Linked DNA regions of Mus musculus: regions 2, 3, 4, 5, 6 and 7 are each linked to region 1. Evidence: chromatin contacts called from public ChIA-PET, HiChIP or PLAC-seq and promoter capture Hi-C data. All regions are on one chromosome and are shown on one strand. Each heading gives the region's core, a stretch centred on a gene start, on an enhancer-like site or on the middle of the called end of the contact. The rest is flanking DNA. Distances are from core to core; before and after follow the strand shown. Region 1 holds the start of U2af1 (U2 small nuclear ribonucleoprotein auxiliary factor (U2AF) 1). Region 2 holds the start of Notch3 (notch 3). Region 3 overlaps Hsf2bp (heat shock transcription factor 2 binding protein). Region 4 overlaps Rsph1 (radial spoke head 1 homolog (Chlamydomonas)). Region 5 holds the start of Slc37a1 (solute carrier family 37 (glycerol-3-phosphate transporter), member 1). Region 6 overlaps Rrp1b (ribosomal RNA processing 1 homolog B (S. cerevisiae)). Region 7 overlaps Slc37a1 (solute carrier family 37 (glycerol-3-phosphate transporter), member 1).

What was found. Promoter capture Hi-C pulls out the DNA fragments that hold promoters and counts their contacts. ChIA-PET counts read pairs in DNA pulled down with a chosen protein or histone mark. HiChIP or PLAC-seq counts read pairs in DNA pulled down with a chosen protein or histone mark.
Region 2: a contact with region 1 is called in an H3K4me3 HiChIP or PLAC-seq map of bone marrow-derived macrophages, with 8 times the contacts expected there. The contact joins the promoter of Notch3 here to the promoter of U2af1 in region 1. A contact is called at or near these places in 2 of 39 promoter capture datasets (the 3T3-L1 cell line and embryonic stem cells), 4 of 115 datasets of contacts at active chromatin or transcription factors (bone marrow-derived macrophages, embryonic forebrain, extraembryonic endoderm stem cells and 1 more) and 1 of 9 other capture datasets (adipose tissue).
Region 3: an H3K4me3 HiChIP or PLAC-seq map of bone marrow-derived macrophages shows a contact between it and region 1, with 4 times the contacts expected there. The contact joins the enhancer-like site here to the promoter of U2af1 in region 1. A contact is called at or near these places in 4 of 39 promoter capture datasets (cranial neural crest, frontonasal cranial neural crest, maxillary cranial neural crest and 1 more), 5 of 115 datasets of contacts at active chromatin or transcription factors (bone marrow-derived macrophages, embryonic stem cells, large pre-B cells and 2 more) and 1 of 9 other capture datasets (macrophages).
Region 4: a contact with region 1 is called in a FOXA1 HiChIP or PLAC-seq map of pancreatic cancer cells. The contact joins the enhancer-like site here to the promoter of U2af1 in region 1. A contact is called at or near these places in 1 of 39 promoter capture datasets (cranial neural crest), 5 of 484 Hi-C or Micro-C datasets (cerebellar granule neurons, cerebellum, myocytes and 1 more) and 1 of 115 datasets of contacts at active chromatin or transcription factors (pancreatic cancer cells).
Region 5: a contact with region 1 is called in an HNF4G HiChIP or PLAC-seq map of pancreatic cancer cells. The contact joins the promoter of Slc37a1 here to the promoter of U2af1 in region 1. A contact is called at or near these places in 4 of 39 promoter capture datasets (cranial neural crest, hematopoietic stem and progenitor cells, macrophages and 1 more), 1 of 484 Hi-C or Micro-C datasets (CD4 T cells), 6 of 115 datasets of contacts at active chromatin or transcription factors (acute myeloid leukemia, effector CD8 T cells, embryonic stem cells and 2 more) and 3 of 9 other capture datasets (adipose tissue, liver and pancreatic islet).
Region 6: a contact with region 1 is called in an RNA polymerase II ChIA-PET map of memory CD8 T cells, with 84 read pairs. The contact joins the enhancer-like site here to the promoter of U2af1 in region 1. A contact is called at or near these places in 5 of 39 promoter capture datasets (cranial neural crest, frontonasal cranial neural crest, macrophages and 2 more), 1 of 484 Hi-C or Micro-C datasets (bone marrow-derived macrophages), 13 of 115 datasets of contacts at active chromatin or transcription factors (CD8 T cells, effector CD8 T cells, embryonic stem cells and 5 more) and 4 of 9 other capture datasets (adipose tissue, liver, macrophages and 1 more).
Region 7: a promoter capture Hi-C map of embryonic stem cells shows a contact between it and region 1, with 3 times the contacts expected there. The contact joins the enhancer-like site here to the promoter of U2af1 in region 1. A contact is called at or near these places in 11 of 39 promoter capture datasets (the 3T3-L1 cell line, HPC-7-derived erythroid cells, cranial neural crest and 5 more), 4 of 15 datasets of contacts at CTCF or cohesin (embryonic stem cells, large pre-B cells, pro-B cells and 1 more), 97 of 484 Hi-C or Micro-C datasets (the AML12 cell line, B cells, the BV-2 cell line and 48 more), 20 of 115 datasets of contacts at active chromatin or transcription factors (T-cell acute lymphoblastic leukemia, acute myeloid leukemia, astrocytes and 8 more) and 4 of 9 other capture datasets (adipose tissue, embryonic stem cells, liver and 1 more).

Annotation. Positions count from the first base shown.
Region 1 is chr17:31,657,471-31,660,170 of GRCm38.p6, forward strand. It overlaps U2af1 (U2 small nuclear ribonucleoprotein auxiliary factor (U2AF) 1), which reads right to left and starts at 1,284. Exons shown (of 8, transcript NM_024187.4): 1 at 1,183-1,284. The coding sequence starts at 1,226.
Region 2 is chr17:32,165,259-32,168,207 of GRCm38.p6, forward strand. Notch3 (notch 3) reads right to left here and starts at 1,632. Exons shown (of 33, transcript NM_008716.3): 1 at 1,418-1,632. The coding sequence starts at 1,535.
Region 3 is chr17:31,992,992-31,995,724 of GRCm38.p6, forward strand. All of the region lies in intron 6 of Hsf2bp (heat shock transcription factor 2 binding protein), which reads right to left. Among named protein-coding and RNA genes, the nearest start is that of Hsf2bp, 40 kb to the right of the region's middle. Within about 2 kb of position 1,355, at least 82 of the 459 cell types and tissues checked have an H3K27ac peak or open chromatin away from gene starts, as enhancers often do. A contact at or near this core is called in bone marrow-derived macrophages, macrophages and pancreatic cancer cells, where this site is marked.
Region 4 is chr17:31,263,155-31,265,948 of GRCm38.p6, forward strand. Rsph1 (radial spoke head 1 homolog (Chlamydomonas)) reads right to left here. Exons shown (of 9, transcript NM_025290.4): 5 at 2,660-2,794. Among named protein-coding and RNA genes, the nearest start is that of Rsph1, 13 kb to the right of the region's middle. Within about 2 kb of position 1,482, at least 59 of the 459 cell types and tissues checked have an H3K27ac peak or open chromatin away from gene starts, as enhancers often do.
Region 5 is chr17:31,294,659-31,297,564 of GRCm38.p6, forward strand. Slc37a1 (solute carrier family 37 (glycerol-3-phosphate transporter), member 1) reads left to right here and starts at 1,566. Exons shown (of 20, transcript NM_001242427.1): 1 at 1,566-2,257. Gm30139 (a long non-coding RNA gene) reads right to left here and starts at 203. Exons shown (of 3, transcript XR_001782201.2): 1 at 1-203.
Region 6 is chr17:32,052,154-32,055,200 of GRCm38.p6, forward strand. Rrp1b (ribosomal RNA processing 1 homolog B (S. cerevisiae)) reads left to right here. Exons shown (of 16, transcript NM_028244.2): 9 at 586-674; 10 at 1,704-1,801; 11 at 2,952-2,971. Among named protein-coding and RNA genes, the nearest start is that of Rrp1b, 18 kb to the left of the region's middle. Within about 2 kb of position 1,723, at least 55 of the 459 cell types and tissues checked have an H3K27ac peak or open chromatin away from gene starts, as enhancers often do. A contact at or near this core is called in CD8 T cells, effector CD8 T cells, memory CD8 T cells and 1 more, where this site is marked.
Region 7 is chr17:31,324,426-31,327,316 of GRCm38.p6, forward strand. It overlaps Slc37a1 (solute carrier family 37 (glycerol-3-phosphate transporter), member 1), which reads left to right. Exons shown (of 20, transcript NM_001242427.1): 9 at 1,241-1,278. Among named protein-coding and RNA genes, the nearest start is that of Slc37a1, 30 kb to the left of the region's middle. Within about 2 kb of position 1,591, at least 75 of the 459 cell types and tissues checked have an H3K27ac peak or open chromatin away from gene starts, as enhancers often do. A contact at or near this core is called in the C2C12 cell line, CD8 T cells, T-cell acute lymphoblastic leukemia and 12 more, where this site is marked.

The DNA of each region.
Region 1 (2,700 bases), core at 34-2,533:
ATATATGGGGAGGGGGAGGGGTGCCCGTGGCGGCCAGAGGCAATGGATCTCCCAAGATCTGGCACTACAGGTGGTTGTAGGACATCAGATTGCAATAAAGGGGATTCAGGGAACCACACTACTGGCCTCTTCAAGAGCAGTTCACACTCTGAACCACTGAGTCATCTCTCTAGTCCCTTTAATGTATTTTAGTCATCCTTAACACAAGGCACAACCTTCCTCCATGACTTCCTGAGAACCCAGACTTTATTCCAGCTGATTCTCCAAGACTGGTCTAGACCTAACATCCAATTAAATGTCTCTTGAGTGACTGCCGATTCAGGCATGAGACTTTTAGAAACATCCCCTCTTTCAAACACTGAAGACTGTATAAAGGTGCCTGATCGGACAGCCTCCATCCTGGAAAACAGAACATTTTAAGAGTGAGAATGTGGCACCAAAAACGTTATCTATTGCAAACGCTTACCACCGTGACTGACATCTGCATAAACCTTGTACAAGATTCAGAAACATAAAGATGGTGACTACTTACTGGAAGCAGATTAAGCCAGATACTTAAATCCTTAGGTTTTCAAAGTAGGAATTATCCTTGAAAGTGTCCGAAGACATTCCCCTTAACCTAAATTTCAGCCGACACGCGGAAATGAGTATGTGCCTCGCAGCACACGACCACAGGCGGGAATATTGCTATTCCTTTTCCTCTTACCCTAACAGTTGGCTACGGAAATGCAAACCTTAATTTAAAAAGAAAGGCGGGTCCGCCAACGCTTAGGCAGGCAGGAGGTTTATTCGGTCGAAACCGCTCCCAAAGGTCGGCCCCAGCACTGAATGCTAGAGAGGACGGGGCCACAGCACTTCCGACACGATAACTCAAAGCCTAAAGTTGCAAGAAACGTGTTACTTCGCCACAGAAGCCCCGGGCAGCAGTGGGAGCGCGGCGTGGGGCAGGGCCCCGCGTAGAACCCGGCATGGAGCGCCCGCGGTGGAGCTCGAGGCGCCGAGGCCCAGCCCGAGCCGCCCGCCAGTCCCGCCGCCCGGCCCACGAGGCGGCGGCGCCGAGCCGCGCGAGGTCTCCAGGCCCGAGCCAGCCGCCACGCCTGGACGTCACCGCCGCTTGCCTCGACCGGCACCCGCTGCCCGTCGCCTCCCCAGCCCAAGTCCCGGCAGGCCGGCCCTACTCACTTGTCTTTTTCGGTGCCGAAGATGGAGGCCAAGTATTCCGCCATTTTCGAGCGGACGACTCAGGCACGGCAGCCGACGCTGCCGACTACGCCGACGTCCCTCCGGAGACGTCACCCGACGCGACGACGCTCTCCCCACCCGTCGTAGCGACTCTGTCCAATTGGGAAAGGTGCTGCCAGCGCGGGGGCGGGACGAAGAGCATGAGGAGGCTCCGCCCCTACCCTGGCGCCTGCGCACTCCTTGGCGCCCGGGCGGGTCCCGCGCATTGCTTGCGGCTTAGGCTGTGGACAGCCGCTCCGCGCGTGCTCAGCACCGCTGTTTCCCGCTCCCGCCGCTGGGACCGCGCCCTCTCCCCTTGCTGGCCCTCCTGTCCCAGGCCTCCCACCAGTGCAGCTGTAGATAAGGGGCTCTGTCCGGCCTCCTGGAGGGCCTTAAACCACAGCATCCTCACAGTCACAAGGCTCACCTTCAAGTCACCAAATTTCCAGGCAGAGCCTAATCTCCGTTATCTCAGGCAGAGACCCAGGCTGCGGGGTCATCTTGGTTGGATGACTTTATCTGCTCTCTCTGGCTATAGAGCCACTTCCATCCGAGGACGAACCGTGGAAGAGGGTTGTGGGAAGCTGGGGTCTCCTCACAGGCTCTCACTAGTTAACCTGGTTACTGGAACCAGGATGAATGACCCGATCAGGTCCACCAGACCATTAGTTTGTTCATCCTTCTTTCTTCCCACACGCCCATTCACCCCTCACTAATTAAGCTACCCAACTATCCATGCCTCACCCATTCATCTTCCCCTGTCACATCTATTTATCTCTTATTTGGAGACATTAGAAGAATAAGCCCTGTGACACATATATAGACACAGGCTGCTACGATGTTTGTTTTATTGAGCGTGTTTTGTTTTTTGTTTCTCCATGGGATGGTCTTGTGTATGCATCAGGCTACATAGCTACTATGTACAGCTACAGATGACCTTGAACTTCTGATCCTTCTGAATCTCTTACCATCCTGAGTGCTAGGGTTACCAGTGTGTACTACCAAATAGGTTTATATGATGCTGTATGTTAAGCAAGCACTCTATCAACTGAATGACATCCCGAGCCTTGGTTGGTGTAATGTTTAAATCCACTTTTCTGAGTTATGGAGAAGAGGCTTCTGGGTATGTCTGTGAGGGCAGGGATAACCACTTCATACTTCGCCATGCATTGTATCACTGGGCTCTCTCTCCCTCAACTACAAGTAACTAATACAGCTGGTATAATATTGCTCCAGCTGACATGACAGAGAGTTTAAAAGAATACAGACCTGGTGACATCTATTCCTGTTGGTGGCCTTCTATGGCTCCCAAGGCTCTAAGTATACAGGCATCTTTCCACTTTTTGTTTTGTTTCTTTGTCTGGTTGGTTTTGTTTTCCAAGATAGGGTTTCTCTGTGTAGCCCTGGCTGTCCCGGAACTCACTTTGTAGACCAGGCTGGCCTTAAACTTACAGGGATCCACCCGCCTCTGGGTCCTGA
Region 2 (2,949 bases), core at 382-2,881, 510 kb after region 1:
TACCATGCTGGTATCTTCAAACAGCATAGCCTTGTACACCATGTGCACACGAGCTGCATGCACTGTGCATCCATCTATATGAACAGCAGTATTCAAGCATACAGCTGTGTGGCCACTGGTGTGCTTGTCTGGGTCATGGATTGGCAGCTATAAATGTGACCTTGAACATGAATGCCTAGCAGGTCTTGGGTGACCTATGCCTGAATGCACATCAACATGTGAGCAGCAAACACATAGGTGTGTCTTGTGTGTGCCAAGTGTGCATCTATGGCTGTACTAAACCTGTGCACATGCATTTTTTTCCCTTTCTATGTGTGACAGGCCATGAGTCTGCACTGGCCCCGCGGGGGCGGTGGCTCCTGCCCAGTCCTGCCTAGTAGAGCCTAGAGGCTAAGCCACTCTCTATGCAACTCTCACCCGGCCCAGCACTGAGTCCCACCATAGGAGCCCTAGAACCCCTGGCCACAGCCAACTGCCTATGCCCCTCCCCCGCTGATCAGGCCTCCCGGGGCAGGGGTGGGGGCGCCCCCTCAGTCCCCGCTCTGGCCCTTCGTGGGTCCCGCTTTGTCTGGCAAAGAAAGCGTGAGGCCGGCCGGGGGGAGGGGGTGTCTAGACGGCGAAGCCATTGTCCCGAGCGGGGGAGGGGAGCTCAGAGTGGAGGAAGAGGGGAGGGGGGCCCAGGCATGCTGGGGAGGGGCTGCGGCCACAGGGATGGGGGCCCAGAAGCTGGAGATGAGCACGTGGACCTCGCCCCTTCTCCTCCCGGCACAGAGACGGGGTCCCGAGACTACGGGATCCCGGCGGCCTGAAGAGGGATCGGGCGGCACGCGGGGGAGGGGGCGCGGGCTTCGCAAGGGCTCCAGCTCCTGCTTCTCGCGCTCCAGCGCCGGGTCTTGCAGCTCTCCAACATGAGACGTTTTCTCCGAGTTCAGAGCTCCGAGAACTCCGCGCCCCCTCCTTGTCCCCCCCCCCCCTTCACGGCCCGCCCGGGATAGGGGAGGCGCTTTTGTGCAAGGGGTCCTAGGCCTTGGGGGGTCCTTGAGCCCCCATCCTAACCTTCCCAGGACTCCAGGCAGAAGTAGGATGGGGTGAGCCTGAAACTTTTGGTACACCTCGCTTCCGAATTTCAGCCCCAGATTCCCACAACTCCAGCTCCTACTCTTGGACTCTTGATTCATTCAAGGGTCTCGATTCCTTGGGCCTCTAGGATCCTGCCTTCCCATCATGAATCTGTGCGAACCCCATGACTGATACACACCCCCAGCTGCTGCATCTCTGCCCCGGCTTTAATCCTGGGGGGGCAGGTCCTCTAAATTCCAAACTTAGGAGAATATATATATATATATATATACTTTTTTTTTTTTGCTTCCCCGCCCCTGCAACCCCAGTCCCACCCTCCGAGTCCCTGATCCCTCACCTGCAGCCCCCAGCCCCGCTAGCAGCAGCAGCAGGGGCAGCGCCCGCATGGGCGGTGGTGGCGGTGGCAAGGCCATCAGGCGACGACGGCGGCGGCGGCCCCGGGCCCCCAGCCCCATGGCGGCCGGCCACGACCCTCCCTCCTCCCTCCTCCCTCTTTCCCAGGGCTCCGGGCACGTCCCGGGCCAGCCTCCGCGCCGCCAACTTCGCCGAAGTGAGGCTGTCGGGCTGCCCCGCCCCCAGGCCTGGGCGGCTCGCCCCGCCCCGGGGCCGGCTCTGAGCGCCCCCGCCCCCTGCCCGGCCTCCTGGGGTCCGACCCTTCTACCCGCCAAGCCTGGGACTTGCAGACCTCGGTACACTCAGGTCTGCCACAAGAGATGCGGGCTTAACCTGCGTGACGTGACAGGTATCCAGCTCGTGAGCACATCCATCCTTATCCTCCAGCACACAACCAAAGCCAGGGCTCACACACACAGTCATGACACAAACGCAAACACCCCTGACTCCAAACCCTCTAAACCTGGGTGTAGAGAGGCCAATGAACAAAAGTAGCCGCACCCATGCAAACCATATAGAAGTTTCATGGGGACACTAAACATCAATCACCTCAAAACTCAGGCTCCAACTGCGCCACAAACCCGGGCGGGCAGCATTTACAATCTGGCCAGGGGTTTCGTGGATATGAGTCTCATGTACCTGTGTGCAGCTCTCCTACAATGTGAAGATCACAAAGGTCTACCGAAGAGGGAAAGGTGCTTGCTGCCAATCACAGACACCCGAGTTCAATTCCTGGGCCTCCCATGCTAAAATAAAAAAACCAACACATACATTGTCTTCTGACTGCCACATGTACCCCGTGATACACATGCACTCCTACACACACTGTGCTCGAATGCTTGCACGCACGCGCGCGCACACACACACACACACACACACACACACACGCTTATGTGCGCAAGAAATAAGATAAAATACTTTGTAAAAAAAATCCACACCAGCTCCTAGCACATCCCACACTCTACATGGTTTTACCATGAGGCCTATCATTTCGTTGCCATTCACTGAGTTTTACATCCAGGAGACCTGCAAAGGCTCTGAACACTCCCTCTGTGTGAAGTGAGAATGGAAGCTCTAGAGGTGCATTCAGGGGAAATCTCAGGAGTCGGGTGAAGGGTGCCGTTCTTGAACATCTCCATCACTAGGAGACCAAAGGACTGAAACAGAGGACCCATATAATCCTGGAAGGGCATACACAGACACTCCTGTAGTGGGAGGAGAGAACAACTTCCACAAGTTGTCCTCTGATCTCTACATTGTAGAGGGCCCATCTCCCCTCCCTGCCGCGCCCCCCCCCCCAACTGGCTACATAATAAATAAGTGTATTTTTGTTAATTGGGGAAGATGTCATGGTTCACACGGTCTCCAGAGGCAAAGGCAGATAGATCTGTGAATTCAAAGCCAGCCTGGTCTACCTAGCAAATTCCAGGACAGTCACGGATACACTTTTTAAAGATTTATTTGTGTGTGTGTGTT
Region 3 (2,733 bases), core at 105-2,604, 340 kb after region 1:
GATGTAGATCAAGAAGCAGAGCAGAAGCAGATAGATCTCTTTGAAATAAAACAATTTTTTAAAGGAAGGTATAGGATATAAAGGGAAAGGGAGACAACAGGATATTCTAGAACATGATGTTTACAAGGAGGCGAAAAGACAGGATATTTGGGGGGTACTGGGTACAACACTCTGTCCCACGGCGAAGCCTATTAAGACAGGAAGCAAATAATTCAAAAGAGCTTCAGCAAGTCCCCAGAACTGACCAGATTCACCAGGCCCCTTTCTTCCCCAAGAGTACATGAACATCCCGGGTGCTGAGAGTCACTCTCAGACAAGATAAGCTGCAAAGATGACTCTGAAACCAGCCCAGTCTCCTGAAAGAAGCAACAACAGCCAATCCATCTAGAAGAAATAAAAAGTGGCTGAGCTGCCTGGAAGAGGCTCTGCCCAACTGAACAGCCTGGAAAGGACACTCTCCCTCCTGTTGAGTGCCTGCAGGCTGTGCAGTGTATTGTCACACCTGGTGGAGTGGCTCTGGTGATACAACCGCCTTTGAGTCATTTCTGCTCCTATAAGTAACCCATATTCCTGTAAGTGCTCTCAATAAAACTCATTGGTTCTTCAAGTTGGACTTTGATGGTATCTGCACTTTGATCTGTTGTGGACTCCCTGTGCAACAGTAAGTCTGTAATTCCATCACTCCTACAGGGAGGTGAGAGGCAGACACAACAGAATCTCTAAAAGCATGGGCCAGTCTCACACACAACAGAAAGAAAAAAAGACACCCTGTCTCAAACCAGGTGAAGACAAAGAATAACCCTTGAGGCCTCTACATATTATAATATGCTTACCTATGTCCATACACATGAACATGCACAGCACACACACCGTACATGCACATTATGCACAAAGGTTTTTTTTTTTTAAAGATAGTTGCCAGAGGGCAGGCAATGTGTGCTTTTCAAGGGAACTGAAAAAAAATCACTGTAACCTCAGAATTAAAAACCCATCAAAAAATATTTCCAGTAAATAATACAAAAAGAAATCTCAAGAGAATTGTCCCCAAAACAAACCTTAACTATAAAAACTTGAAAGAAAAACTTCAAAACAAAAAACAAACAACAAAAAAGAGAGAGAGAGAAAAAGGAAAAGAAAAGGAAAAGAAAGGAAAGGAAAGGAAAGGAAAGGAAAGGAAAGGAAAGGAAAGGAAAGGAAAGAAAGGAAAAGGACCTCAGAAGAAAGTTCTGAGCTACAACAAGAAACAGGAAAGGGAACCATGGTACAGAAATGCAAACAGAGAAGGAAACACTGTGGGGAAAGGCAGTAATAACAATGACTAACACTGTGACTAATATGTTTCCAACAAAGCAGGGACACAGTCTCCAAACACATGTGGCCTGAGAGGTAAGAACTAAATCATTCTGAGGTCCTTCTACTGTTCAGAAGAGGAAAGTACTCATTACTTTCAAACAGATACCAAATATATCCAAGCATGCTCTAAAGGAAAGCCAGTCACTGAGTAGAGGTCAACTTTTAATACCCTAAGGAGGAAAGTAAACGCAGAGAAGAAAGGCATCCGAGAAGCAGCGTGAAGAAACAAGAAAAGAAAAGGGGAAGATATCAAATAATCCAAATAAAAATGAGACAAAATGAAAGGAATAAAACCAAGGATTTCAAGAGCTGGAAATGTTAGTGGGCAGGATTATCTTGCCAAAAGGCAGATTGCTAGATGGGTTTAACATCATAAGCATACAACACCCCTAAAACGAAAGTTCACACAAAGGATGCGAATAAAGGAACAGAAGACACACCATGCAAATGCTGACAGAGAGGAACACTGAGGATGACGATTGCGGGACCAAACACTCTACTGTGGCAGGCACCTAGAATTGCTCCTCAAAGATACATGGCAGGAAGAATGCGTAACGGCGCAACAGATAAAGGCACTGGCTGACAAATCTGATGACCTGAGTTCAGTCCTAGGGACCCACACTATGGAAGGAGAGAATGAACTCCCAGAAGTTATCCTCTGACATCTGACCCTCACTTGCACACTATGGCACATACACACACATGTACAACACAAACACTAAATGTAACTACAGTTTTTAAACATATACTGCATTAAAGAGTTTATCAGCAGAACTACAAAGCAGCCAGTGCACAGCAACAGGCTCTCACAGTACACAGATTCTCTGACCCACCACGCAATTACGTTTAAAACAATTTTTAATCACTTTGAAACAGGATCTTGACAACATAGCCAGGATTTCATCCTCCTGTTTCAGACTGACTTAAAATCATTTTTTAAACTAAGTTTTAAAACTCCAAGCACTATCTGGAAAAATAAAAACAGTGTCTCCAGTCCAGAGAGACCCCACAGCAGTTAGGAGAACCTGCTGCTCTCCAGAGGAGGAGCTCAGTCCCCAGCACCACTTGGGGCCATCTCATCCACATGGACTCCACCCACACTCAAGTGCACATATTCACATGCTCATAATTTAAAAAATAACCTTCTCCTCCCAGGTATGAAAAATATCTCCATTAAAATAAGCTACATAGGGCTGGTGAGATGGCTCAATAGGTAAGAGCACCCGACTGCTCTTCCAAAGGTCCGGAGTTCAAATCCCAGCAACCACATGGTGGCTCACAACCATCCCTCTTCTGGAGTGTCTGAAGACAGCTACAGTGTACTTACATATAATAAATAAATAAATCTTTAAAAAAAATAATAAGCTACATAACTAACTA
Region 4 (2,794 bases), core at 232-2,731, 390 kb before region 1:
TCCTTCCAGAAAATACCTTTCTCCCTTTGCTGAAGGACAAACCAATTTTACCGACTCCCTAGCCCTTTTATAAAGTGCTAAAGCACAATGAAGACTTTGAAAAATACAATGTTAGCCGTTCCCTTAGCTGGGAGTTGACAGAAGCATCTGTTATCATCTGTATCCCTCCCAGACTTTGCCCAGCAATGTGATTTGGGTTTACCTAGTTATCTAGTTTCTCAGTTTGTTATTGCCCCTCACTTCTTCATTAGTCTTCAGGGATGTCCTAGTGAGACGTTCAACAACTTCATCTCCTTCTGGCCTACCTTCCATCTCCATCCTGCCTCATCCTGTTTTAATGGCTTGCCAGCAAGGACAGGGATGAGGGAAAATATCTGAGAAAGAAACACTAACTAGCCAAGCAGTGGTGGTGCACACCTTTAATCCCTGCACTTAGGAGGCAGAGGCAGAGGCAGGTGGATTTCTGAGTTTGAGGCCAACCTGGTCTAGTGAGTTCCAGGACACCCAGGGCTATACAGAGAAACCCTGTCTAAAAAAAAAAAAAAAAAAAGAAAGAAAGAAAGAAAGAGAAAAAAGAAAAGAAAGAAACACTAGTGCTAAGGGGGTGAAAGATGCCTGACCCCACCCGTAACCATGGAAACACAGTTTGGGGGGTGGGAGACAAGACTGCAGGAGATTCGGGGGAGGAGGAAAGCAATGAAGACTCAGGCTCTGTTGTTGGTGAGGGGGCAAATTGATGCAGCCTTTCAAGACAATGGGCGGTGTTTTTGGTGTTTCAAAGTGTCAGCCCTTTACACTCCGCTGCCCCATTATCTAGCTGTGATGTCTCATCCACACAGATGACAACACACCTGTGATGAAGGAGCCTCAACCTAAGAAGTGCCTGCTTCATCAGATTGAACCATGGGCTGTGCTCTTAACTGTTAGTAGATGTAAGACTGGTCGGAATCCACTGTGGGCAGAACTATCCCTAGGCAGTTGGGCTAGAGCTGTATAAGAAAGGCCTGGCCTGAGAACAAGACAGTAAAGTGTTCCTCCAGGGTCTCTGTTTCAAGCTCCTGCCCTGCTTCAGTGCCTGAGCTGATTTCCCTCAAAGGCGGACTTCGGCCTTTTAAAAGGAAATAAACCCTTTCCTTCCCAGGTTGCATTTGGTCATGGTGTTTAACACACCACAACAGGAAAGTAACCAGGACTCTAGCCTATGTAAATGCATTTATCAGAAGACAAAGCAACAACGAACTTAAGTAAAAAGTCTTATTGTCTTTCATTCTGGAGGTGGGTACCACCTGTCTGTAAATCGGCCATTGTTTCCAGGTGAGGTGAGTGGAGGGGGCAGTGATTAACAGGGGAGCCAACAAAAGCAGAAACACGAACCAAATGTGGATTAGGCCCATTCAAAGTTCCTTGCCCTGCAAGGGTCAGAGCAGAGGGGATGCCCTCACCCTGCACCTGGAAAATCAGCTAGGGGGGATTCGGTTTTTTAGGGCAGATGGCTGGCTTGTGATGTAGAACTGAATGAACCACTAAGCCAGGGCAGGAGCTCTGTTTAGACCAGGGAAGGGCGTGGGGGGGGGGTTTCCTCTGCATTTTATTCCACATGGTCAGACGTGTGAGAGGATAGCAGATGTCTCTTTGTGTCTTGGTACCTCGTGAACACGCCAAACTGATTCTTCATAAGCTGATGTGTAAGTATGCACATGTGTGCACACGTGTGCATGTGTGTGCAAGTGGTGTTCAGAGGGCCTGAGGGAGGGGCGAGAGAAGGGTAGCCACGGGAGGGAGGGGGAGCCAACCAGGAGAGGCAGGCTGGCCTCAGGCATGAGGGGGAGCCCTGGAGTCTCCCTCCTATTCAACATGATTTACCAGAGGGCAGAAAGCACACCTAGCCAGTGGAAGATGCTCTGGTACCAAGGGCACTGGTCTTAACAGAGGCACAAAGCATCTTAACACAAGACGCTTTATAATTTGTTTGTTCTTGCCTGGATTGTATGGCCGGAAGCTTTTTTACTTAACTGGTAGAGCCAAGCCTCAGGGCGAGCCTACTGATTACTCCAGCAGTTGAGCCTCAAGTTACAAACATGCAAATGACCCAGAGCTTCCCCTTGAATGTAGCTAGCCACACCCCACACCGGCTTCTATGCCAGTGCACTCAGCAAACTCTCTCTTTTAGGGAGTCTTCCTCCAGCCCAGCCCAAAGCTCCTGCGAATGCCTGGGTAGAAGGCTCACAGTTACTGACTTTCCCCTCTGCACAAAACAGCAACCAAAGCAGAGCCCACCAAACAGGAACAGTAGGTCAAAATGTGGAGGTTTCCAGATTCAGGGTGCATAGAGCCCTCCCCAACCAGGAGAGGCAGGCTGGCCTCAGGCATGAGGGGGAGCCCTAGAGTCTCCCTCCTATTCAACATGATTTACCAGAGGGCAGAAAGCACACCTAGCCAGTGGAAGATGCTCTGGTACCAAGGGCACTGGTCTTAACAGAGGCACAAAGCATTTCTGAAGCCCAAGGAAATGGGCCCAGAGGTCTGCCTCCCCCCACCCCCACCCCACTCTGTGTTCCGTGGGCATCAGGACAGCCTGGAGTGGAGCAGCCTGCCTCATCTGCTGGGAATGGAGGACTCCTCTGGGTGTTTAGTGTTGGCACACGGCGCACTGACTCACATTTTTGTTCATGAACTTGCCCTGGTACCTGTGGTTTAGGTGGATGAGCTCGGCAGCACCCTCCTGCTGTCCGTGCACCCAGGTACCGACATACTTACTGCCGGTCTCTGCGTAGAGGTAGGTGCCTTGCCCGTG
Region 5 (2,906 bases), core at 316-2,815, 360 kb before region 1:
ACTCAAAAACCACAGACTCAGAAAAGAAATCCTAACTAACTAATGTGGAAAGTCTCGTTCTTGGGAACTGAAAAACCCGGAAGTTTTTCTGAGGCTCTTCGGCTGAGCAATTGGCCTCAGGGTCCTGTCTCAGCTTCCTCGGGAGGCTGTGTTCTCTGTTGTAAGGAAAGGCCTTCTAAAAGTGGTCAATCAAGTTGGGGAGCTCAAATTTTACTTTGGCTGGGGTAGTTTGGGGCAGCTACAGAAAACAAAACAAAACCACGGAACACAGGCATAAGGGCAAGGGACTCTTGAGCAAGCTTGGTGATGGCAGGCCTGAGAACTAGTGACATGGGGAGGAGGCGCCTAGAGTAGATGTAAGCGTCCACTTGAGTTGCTGCCTACAAGGAATGGAGAGTTAGGGAGGAAAAAAAGGGGGGTGGGGTGGGAAACATCTAGCCAAAGGAACAGGGTAGAGTGGCCAGAGTTCCCCGGCCACTTCTATATGAGATGTGGGTGCAGGTGGCTCAAACAGGAAGTCAACTTTGCTTGTAGGGTACAGAACACTTCTCAAAAGCCTGTAGATAGAAGTATGGCTGGGCCTTCCCCAATTCAGCAGACTGCGTTCGCGCTTGTGGCGCGGGTGGGCTGTGGGGAGGAGAGTGAAGCTGTGGGCCGCCTGTACACCAACCAGTCTGAAGAGGGCGCTAGTTACCCCCGCCAAACACTCCTCACCCTCGCCCTGGCTCTCTCTGTTCATGCATCGGGTTGGTTTTGGTTTAGGCACGGTTTTACCCAGTGGGTGTTCCTAGGAAGTTGTTTTCCTGCCTGGTTTTGCTGTTCCAGGCAGGTGCTGATCTGCGGCAGGGGGCTGAGCGGCAGGACTGGCTTTGGATGCCAGGCCAGGCCGACACGTGGAGGCGTGAGGCAGATGCCCTTTAGAAAAGTAATCAGGCCCTTCCCGGACTTTCCAGGATCAATTCTTGGCAGGAGGTGTGGGGTTTGAAAGATAATTATCCGGAATTGACCAGGAAGCTGTGTGCCAGGGCACTTCTCATGACCGGGGTGGCTGGCCTTCAGGACTTAACCATGCAAGCCATTTATCACACTGACACAGGTGCGGTACCAGGCGTGTGCCAGCTCCATTTGTAGCATACCGGATGCTCTTGACTCTTGACACTTGATGTGGTAGGCCGAGAGAGGCCATCCTCAGTCCAGGACTCCGAGGGAGCAAATCTTTACCTCGGAACTTGTCTATGTCGCTGGCATTAGTAAGGTCCGCCTCGGGGACAAAAGCCTGGTGGTGGTGAGGTCCCCTAGGAGCTAGCGTTTGGCTGCTGGGCACCATGCCAGTAAGAGCCCGGCGTCCTGCGGGGCCTAGGAGAGCATGACAGGCAGGTGTGGGGACCCAGGAACAGCTAGAGGATGCTCCAGCTGAGCATCTCCGGGCTGTGTGCGATCTGAGCATCCCTTGGGCGCGCGCGGGGCCGGGGTCAGGGGGCGCGCGGGAGAGGGAGGAGCCGCACAGGGTCGGCGTTCACAGGGCCGGGAAAGTGAAAGGGCGGCCGCTCCAGGAAGTCGACGGCAGGAAGCACGCGACGCGGGCTGCGGAGCGCAGGTAGGCGCGGGGACAACGGAGGACCCTCCCCAGCGGCGCTCACCTGCCAGCCGCCACGCACCTGCCGTGGGCCCCGCTTCGGCCTCTCCGCCGTTTGTCTCCCTCTGCTGTGTGGCTGGAGAGCCGGGGACAAACCAAGCGCTTTTCCTAGAGTGGGACGTCTTTGAAGTAAGGGCTCCTAGAGTGGCCTTGAGAGACAGTGCGGGGGCGATCCGGTGCTGGTGACGTTGAATTCCCGGGGAAAGTGGAAGCAAAAGGTTCCCTGAGACCCGGGGGCTGGGGTCGCCTAGCTGTGATGCTGGGTCCCCTCCCGGCCCCAGGCCGCGAGTGACAGCTGTGAGAAGACGCCTGCCGGAGACCCAGCGCTTTGTCTGCTGCCGCTCGTAGGGGACGTGGGCGTGCCTGTAGCCTTCACCACCCGGCCAAGCGGCTGTAGGACCTGGGAGGAGGAGCCGGCTCGCAAAGCCCTTGGGAAAGCTCTCAGCCAGCACCCTGGGCTCCGGTTGTTTGTTTGCTAAAAGAACTGCTTCCCGGAGCCCGGGCTCTGTGGCCAACGCAGTGACAGCCACCGTCTGGGCGGTAATAAAGGGTTTAAACCACCGGAAAAGTCCCCCAGCTCCGCGCACTTAGGGTCCACCCAAGGATCTTGGTGGCCCGCAGGTAAAGATTTGCATTTGAACGGAAGACCCTCCCCTTGCTCTTGGTTTAAATTCTTAAGGTGCTTTTTCCTGGTCTTTAGAGCTCTCTGCACCTGCCTGCCTCCCTACCTGCCTTCTCGCCCTGGAACTTAAATTGCGTGAAGTTGGGCGAGTTGGTAAATATATTATTCGGCTTTACACAGAATTCCCTCTTTTGGGGGTCCTGTTTGCACCCTGAGTTCCTGGGAGTATTGTTACAGGTCTGGTTCGGTGGAGAACACCCGGGGTGCGTTGTTTGCTGTGAGTGGGCTAAGAGCTATGGTGGATAGAATTCTGACTCCTTGTATTTAAGCTCAGGACAAGTGAAAATAACAGTTTCTGTTTATCTCCCACGGCCAATGGAGCCTTTAAACGCTTAGAAAGGGCTCGATTAGAGGAGTTAGTGTTTGTCTTGGTTTAAAACAAAACTCTTGAAGCTTTTGGAGGGAGTTTGGTTCCCAGGTTTGCCCTTTTATAAAGTGCCATCATTTTGACAGGTTGCCTTAGGCTGCCTTGATGTTGCCTGTGTGCTAAAGACTGGAAAACCCCCCTTGGGGCATTGCTCTTGCTTTTGCTAACTCCCACCCACTCCTGAGTCTCCTTGAAGGGTTGATGGGTTCTGGGTAGCTCAG
Region 6 (3,047 bases), core at 473-2,972, 400 kb after region 1:
CCCAGGAGTTTTTTATGTGAATTCTGAAGGTTGAATCCGGGCCCCTTGTACTTGCCTGATGAAGCCTGCTGGCTCCTCTGTTCTTGGTTTTTAAGTCTTCATCAAGCACTTTGTTGACATCTCACTGCATATAGACCTCCCAAAAAATAAATCAGGGTACATAAAAGACACATGTGGACAGTTGGTCCCAACACCACTCACACTAGGCCAAGTTCTTTCTGTCCCTCCTAGCCCATTCACCTCCTTTGTGAGACGTTTGGCCTGTGCCTGTGAGAACTGCCGTGCAGTCAGGAGCACTTGTTCCCTTGGCTCCCCTCCAGCACACAGCTTCCTTCCTGCAGGCTTGAGTCCTTTTGTGGGGGTAGGGTTGTTCAGTATGGGGTTGGTCCTAGGGGCAAAACCTGGAGCTTCGCATATAAAATAAAGACCAGGATTTTTAGGAGACCAGTTTCAAGTATCTCCCCAGGCAGCAGTCACTGGTGTTCTCCCTGGTAATGGGGATTGAACCCAGAGCCTGGAGGGACTGAGCCACATCCATTCTTGAATGTCAAGACTGTGTCTTTGTCTTTGGATGTGTTTTGGCAGCACTAGACGAATGCCTCAGAGACGGAGTCATTGGCAGCAGAGAAAGAGACATCTGTGCAGCCTTGAAAGATTCAGGGTCACCTCTCCAGGTGGGAGCAGCTTTTGCTTTTAATAGAATGTGGGTTGACCTGGGATGGCTTGGCTAGAGAATTAGAGTCAGAGCTCATTAAGCCATAAGGCTTAAATTGTAAAGTCCTTTATAATCCCTTCTGTAATTAATGTCACCATTCTTAGAATGAGCTTGTTGGAGACACAGTTGAAAGGGTTTTAGGCTGGTGTGGTGTTGTTCACATGGATCCTCAGCACATAGGAGGGTCTCAAGTTCAAGAACAGCCTGGGTTACCTAGTACACTCCTATTTCAAAAAAACAAAAACAAAATGAAGCCAAGCATGGTGGTACACACACTCAATCCCAGCATTCGGGAGGCAGAGGTTGACAGGTCTCTGAGTTCAGACACGCCTGGGCTATGCAGAAAGATCCTATCAAAAATAATCAATGAACAGTTAAGTGGGTTTTGAAAGATCCCGAACCTCATTTTGTAAGCACTGTTGCCTGTTCTTCTGCATGTAACAGCACCAGCCTTTATGGGGGCCTTGGGGGGTGGGGTTGTTTTTAAGCAGATCTTGCTGTATATAGTCTAGGTGGAGTGGGGCTCACAGCGGTCCTTCTGCCCCTCCGAGTACTGGGAATACACCAGTGCACCACCATGCCAGGCTTCTAGTTTTGAGTTTTGGTTGGTTGGTTGGTTGGTTGGTTGGTTGGTTGGTTGGTTGGTTACCGGGTCTTTCCTTTATGTAGCCCTGGCTACTCAATAACTGCCATGTAAACCAGGCTGGCCTTGAACTCACAAAGATCCACCTACCTCTATTCCCCAACTGCTGGGATTAAAGGTCTGTGCCACTCCACACATGCGTACACAATTGTGCTTTGAAAACGTAAAGACAGTTATAGAGATTGAGACCCCAGGATGAGCATACAAGCAGGCTCCTCAGGCAGTTCTTCTCTGTGCATGAGAGCCCAGTTTGGAGAAGACTGCTCCCAACAGCAGCTAGAAGGTGACTCTCAGACAGGCCAGGCTGTCTCACCACTGCTTGGGTTTCCTGTCTCTTTGTGGTAGTTTGACTATAAGGCTGTTGCTGATCGACTCCTGGAAATAGCCAACTCAAAAAGCACCCCGCCTTTCAACAGGAAGCGACTCTGCAGACTAGTCAGAAAGTAAGTAGCAAGTGAGATCCTGTGGCCACACCAGCACTCTCCCACGTTTCTTTCCTTCTCTTAAAGATGTATTTACTGTTAGATGTGTCAGTGTGTGTCTGTGTATGTGTGCTCTTGCAGCGGCCCGAACAAAGTGGTGCTCTGGAACTAGAGTTACAGGCAGTTGTGAGGCATCCAGTGTGGGTACCAGGAACCAAACTCAGGTCCTCTGGAACTTCTGAGCCATCTTTCCAGCCCCCGCTGCCTTTTTCTTTATCTTTTATCACTTTATTCATAACCACATGGCAGTAACTGATCTGAGCTCGATCCTTTAATATTATGAATGCCTTTAGAAAGGAGGTAGGGACTCGACCCAATGAATAAAGAATGAAGGTTAGAGTTTAGATCCTCAGTACGAATGGAAGTGGCTGGCAGGTGTGGAGTCTCATGTCTAATCCCAGCACCCATGAAGTTCCAGGCATCAAGGCAGCTCACTTGGTTGGGAGGCAGAGATGGGACTCCTAGAGCAAGATAACTAGACTAGCCAAATTGATAAATTCTGAGTTCAAATGAGAGACCCAGGGGAGAGTGGCTGAGGAAGATACCTGGTATCAACCTCTGACTCTACATGCACGTGTGCTCACCTGCAAATGTGTGGACACACCAAAAATGGCTCTTAAAGAATTCCCCAGTAGATGGCATCCATAAGTTCTCGTGCTTTATAGCTGGACCTCCAAAGGCATGCCAGGGGCTTCAGTGTGGGTACTAGGGCTGACCTGCCTGCCCCAGCGACCCATCCCAGCCCTATGTACATCCCTCATAGCCTCAGCTTTGGTTATTTGGTCTGATGCATAAAGAGAACCCTAGTGGGCAAACCTCCCCTGAACATAGCAGAGCGTTAAGTTGTCTGCCTTCAGAAACAAGCGAGACAGACATGGGATCTCTTGGTATTGTGTGCCACTGTGTCCTATGCAGAGCTGGTGGAATGGAAAGCACCTTTGTCCTAGGCTTCTTCCTTCCTGACTCACCGCATCCCTAGGTGGGGCTGTCCCCTAGCCTCCCTGTGGAGGAGAGAGTGAGCACTGAGTATCCGGATTCCCGTTTTATGTTCAAAACCTGAGCTGTGAACTCTGAACTTCCATGTGCTTTTTTGTTTTTTGTTTTTTTACAGGTTCCAGGACCTCTGTGAAGGTAAGAAGAGTTGTTCTCACCCAGTACACACCCCACCAAGGGCAGCCCGGCCAAATCCAAGACTTCGGGTCATAGG
Region 7 (2,891 bases), core at 341-2,840, 330 kb before region 1:
GGGACGCCCCCGAACCCCATTCGCACCAGCTGCTTTGCCTCAGCAGCCACTTCCCACCCCTGTTCCTGCTTCTGCCTCTCTTGGGCTCTTCACTGAAGTATGTGGCTTGTCCCCCCTACGTGACCCAGGCCACAGACCTGGTCATGGTGCCCTAGTAGTCCCTTCATCTTCCTCCCTGAGCTCTGCAAGACTCTCTCCAGGGCCTGGTGCTCGCTCAGCTGGGCCTTGCTGTGCAGGACAGTGTCCCCAAAGCTCTGTACTGTCCCTCCCATGCTCAGGTCACCCATCTCTCACATGCCGATCTGAGCTTGGCCCTGCTCTCTCCCCTCCCCCGGGGTTAAGATGTTCTTCCCTCCTGTTCTTCATCTGTCATACCTGGGGCCTTTTCCTGGGTGGCAGGCAGAGACTGCCCCATGTGGAAGGCTGCCTGCCTCCCTGATACCATGCCAGGCCCCAGGGCTCTTCTCCCACATACACCCAAGTTCCCAGGGTTCAGGGACAAGCTGCTGTTTGTTAGGGGAGCTGAGTGACCACCCAAGGCCCAGAAGGTCAACGAAAAGATAAGCATCAGGTGACAGAAGGGACAGGGAAGGCCTTTTCATGACATCACTTTGTTGCAGCGATGCCAGTGCTCCATTTTCCTCCCGGAAGGCGTCTGATCTCCGCTCGCTTTCGTTTCTTAGAAATTCATTGTCCCTTACAAAGTTACAGATTCTGTTCTGAGAGTGCTTGGGTGCCTTTCTCGTGTTTCTGTGTCTGTCTAACCGGTCCAAGGGTCCACCGTGTCCTGGGCTCAAGCTGACTTATCCCACTATCAAACTCCTATTCATACCCTCGGGCTGCCACACGCCCATCCCCACTCTGTGGAAGAATGGGAGGGGAGGTGGGCTATGCCGTCCCCTCCCTCGATGGCCCCTTGGCCTGGGCTGTCTTCCTTCCTTAAGCTCTGTTTAGTTTAGTGGAGCACCAGATAAGAGTCCTATCCTCTTCCAGTGGACCTTGTTTCATGCATTCAAGGACATACAGCCAATAAAAAACGACAGTAATGAAACATACCCGGATGCTCTTGTAGTTCCCTCTTCTGTTACCACTGTGGGAAGAGGCCCTAAAACTTATTTAGCAGGAACACCGGGCGAAGATCGGGTCCATTGCCAGCAGCACCCTAAGCGCTGCTGAGGGCTCCAGTTCATTGGCTGTGGGTGGCGGTATTTAGTTACCCATCTCCTGTTTGCTCTTTCAGACCCTAAGGACGTCAAGTGCTCCTCCACCCTCCCCACGGTAAGAGCTCCTGTGTTTCCTGTTACCTCCCAGTACAGCCTGCTCCTCTTTACAGCCCACACTGCCAGCAAGGAAAGGCTGGCCACAGCCTCACGCATGACAAGAGTCTATCTCAGCCATTGCAACCCACTGAGCCCTTCCTGCTTCTAAGTCCTCCGCTCTCCCTACAGAGGCTACCTGAAACATGTCACCACAGCCTGGCCTGACATCCCTCAGTGGCTCCCATAAAACCCCCTCTACCTGTTTTCCCTCTGCCCTGTCAAGCAAGCGTTAGGCATATCAAGGAGACCCTTGCTCTAGGGACAGTGCCCAAATTGTACAGCAGGGGGCACCAGAGCCTCTTCCTGTTGAGGCTTAACAGCCCAGGGGTCCTGGGTGTATGTATGTGTGTGTGGGGGGGGTGGGGGGTGGAGAACATTCTGACACTTTATTAACGAAAAACAAAAATAAGCAAAGAAGGCTACTATATTCTAGAAATGTAGCCATGGTGGTATTTGAAAGTGTTCTCAAAGCCATGATGATTTCAGAGTCCAAGTTCACAGAGCTGGTGGTGATTTCATTGTGATCTGAGGCCTCCGTGAGTCACTGGGGTTTGGGGGGTGGGGTGGGGTAGCTCTAAACACAATAGAACCAGGATACTCACTTGCAGACAAGAAAACCTCTGTGGCCACATCCTGCAGCAGCGAATTCTAGAAGTGGCTTCTTCCTCATTGCTAGCTCCAGACATACAGGGGACCAGGCTAGGCACAAGCTCCTGCCTCTCCTGCTGGCACGTATGTGAGGTAGGGCTGAGTCTGCCCGATGCTATACGTGATCTTGGCCAAAAGGTCTAAGCATATCTTTATTAATTTTCTCCTTTTCAAGTCTCTGAGTGAGTCACCAGGGTCTCACAGAGCTCAGCTGCCCTGAGGGCTCGATGGCATGCTGAGCCGGAATCATAAACAGAACTGTTGCTATCTCCACCCTCTTAATGTTTCACAGTGGGGTTCAGCTTCAACACAGGAAGTCATGGGGGTACCCAGCCCTGGCGTAGCTGAGCTGAAGAGAAAAACCATGTCTATTAGGCCTCATCAGAATTCAAGGCTTTAGTGTTTCAAATGGGACCATCTGAATGGGGGAGGGGTGGGGCGAGAAATATTTACAAATTGTGTCTGGGCAGAGACCTGCATCTAGAATACTAACTCATTACTTAGACAGCCAAGGACAAGCAGGGTCAGAGGACCACAGCAGATATTTCTTCTAAGAAGACACACGGGTGGGCTGTGGGCAAGAAGTACGTGTGTCTCACCACTCGGTGTGAGCAGGCATCAGGCGACTTGGTCAAATCCACAGGGTGGCTGTCATGAGGGTTAGTGTGAATGTGGAGGGATCAGAACTCCCGCCTCCCTAGGGCGTATGGAAAGGGATGCAGCCTCGTGGAATGAACAGTTACATCTGACCCCACAGCCCCACTCCCAGAAACACACCAAGAGAATCACAATCACGAAAGACTTGGGCACACAGGTTACCCATAGGGTTATAGCATCCCAAAAATGGAGCAAAATAGACAACTGCCAGTTGATAAACAGATGCATTCAGTGTGATACATTCTGTGGTGAAATATTATTAGGCAG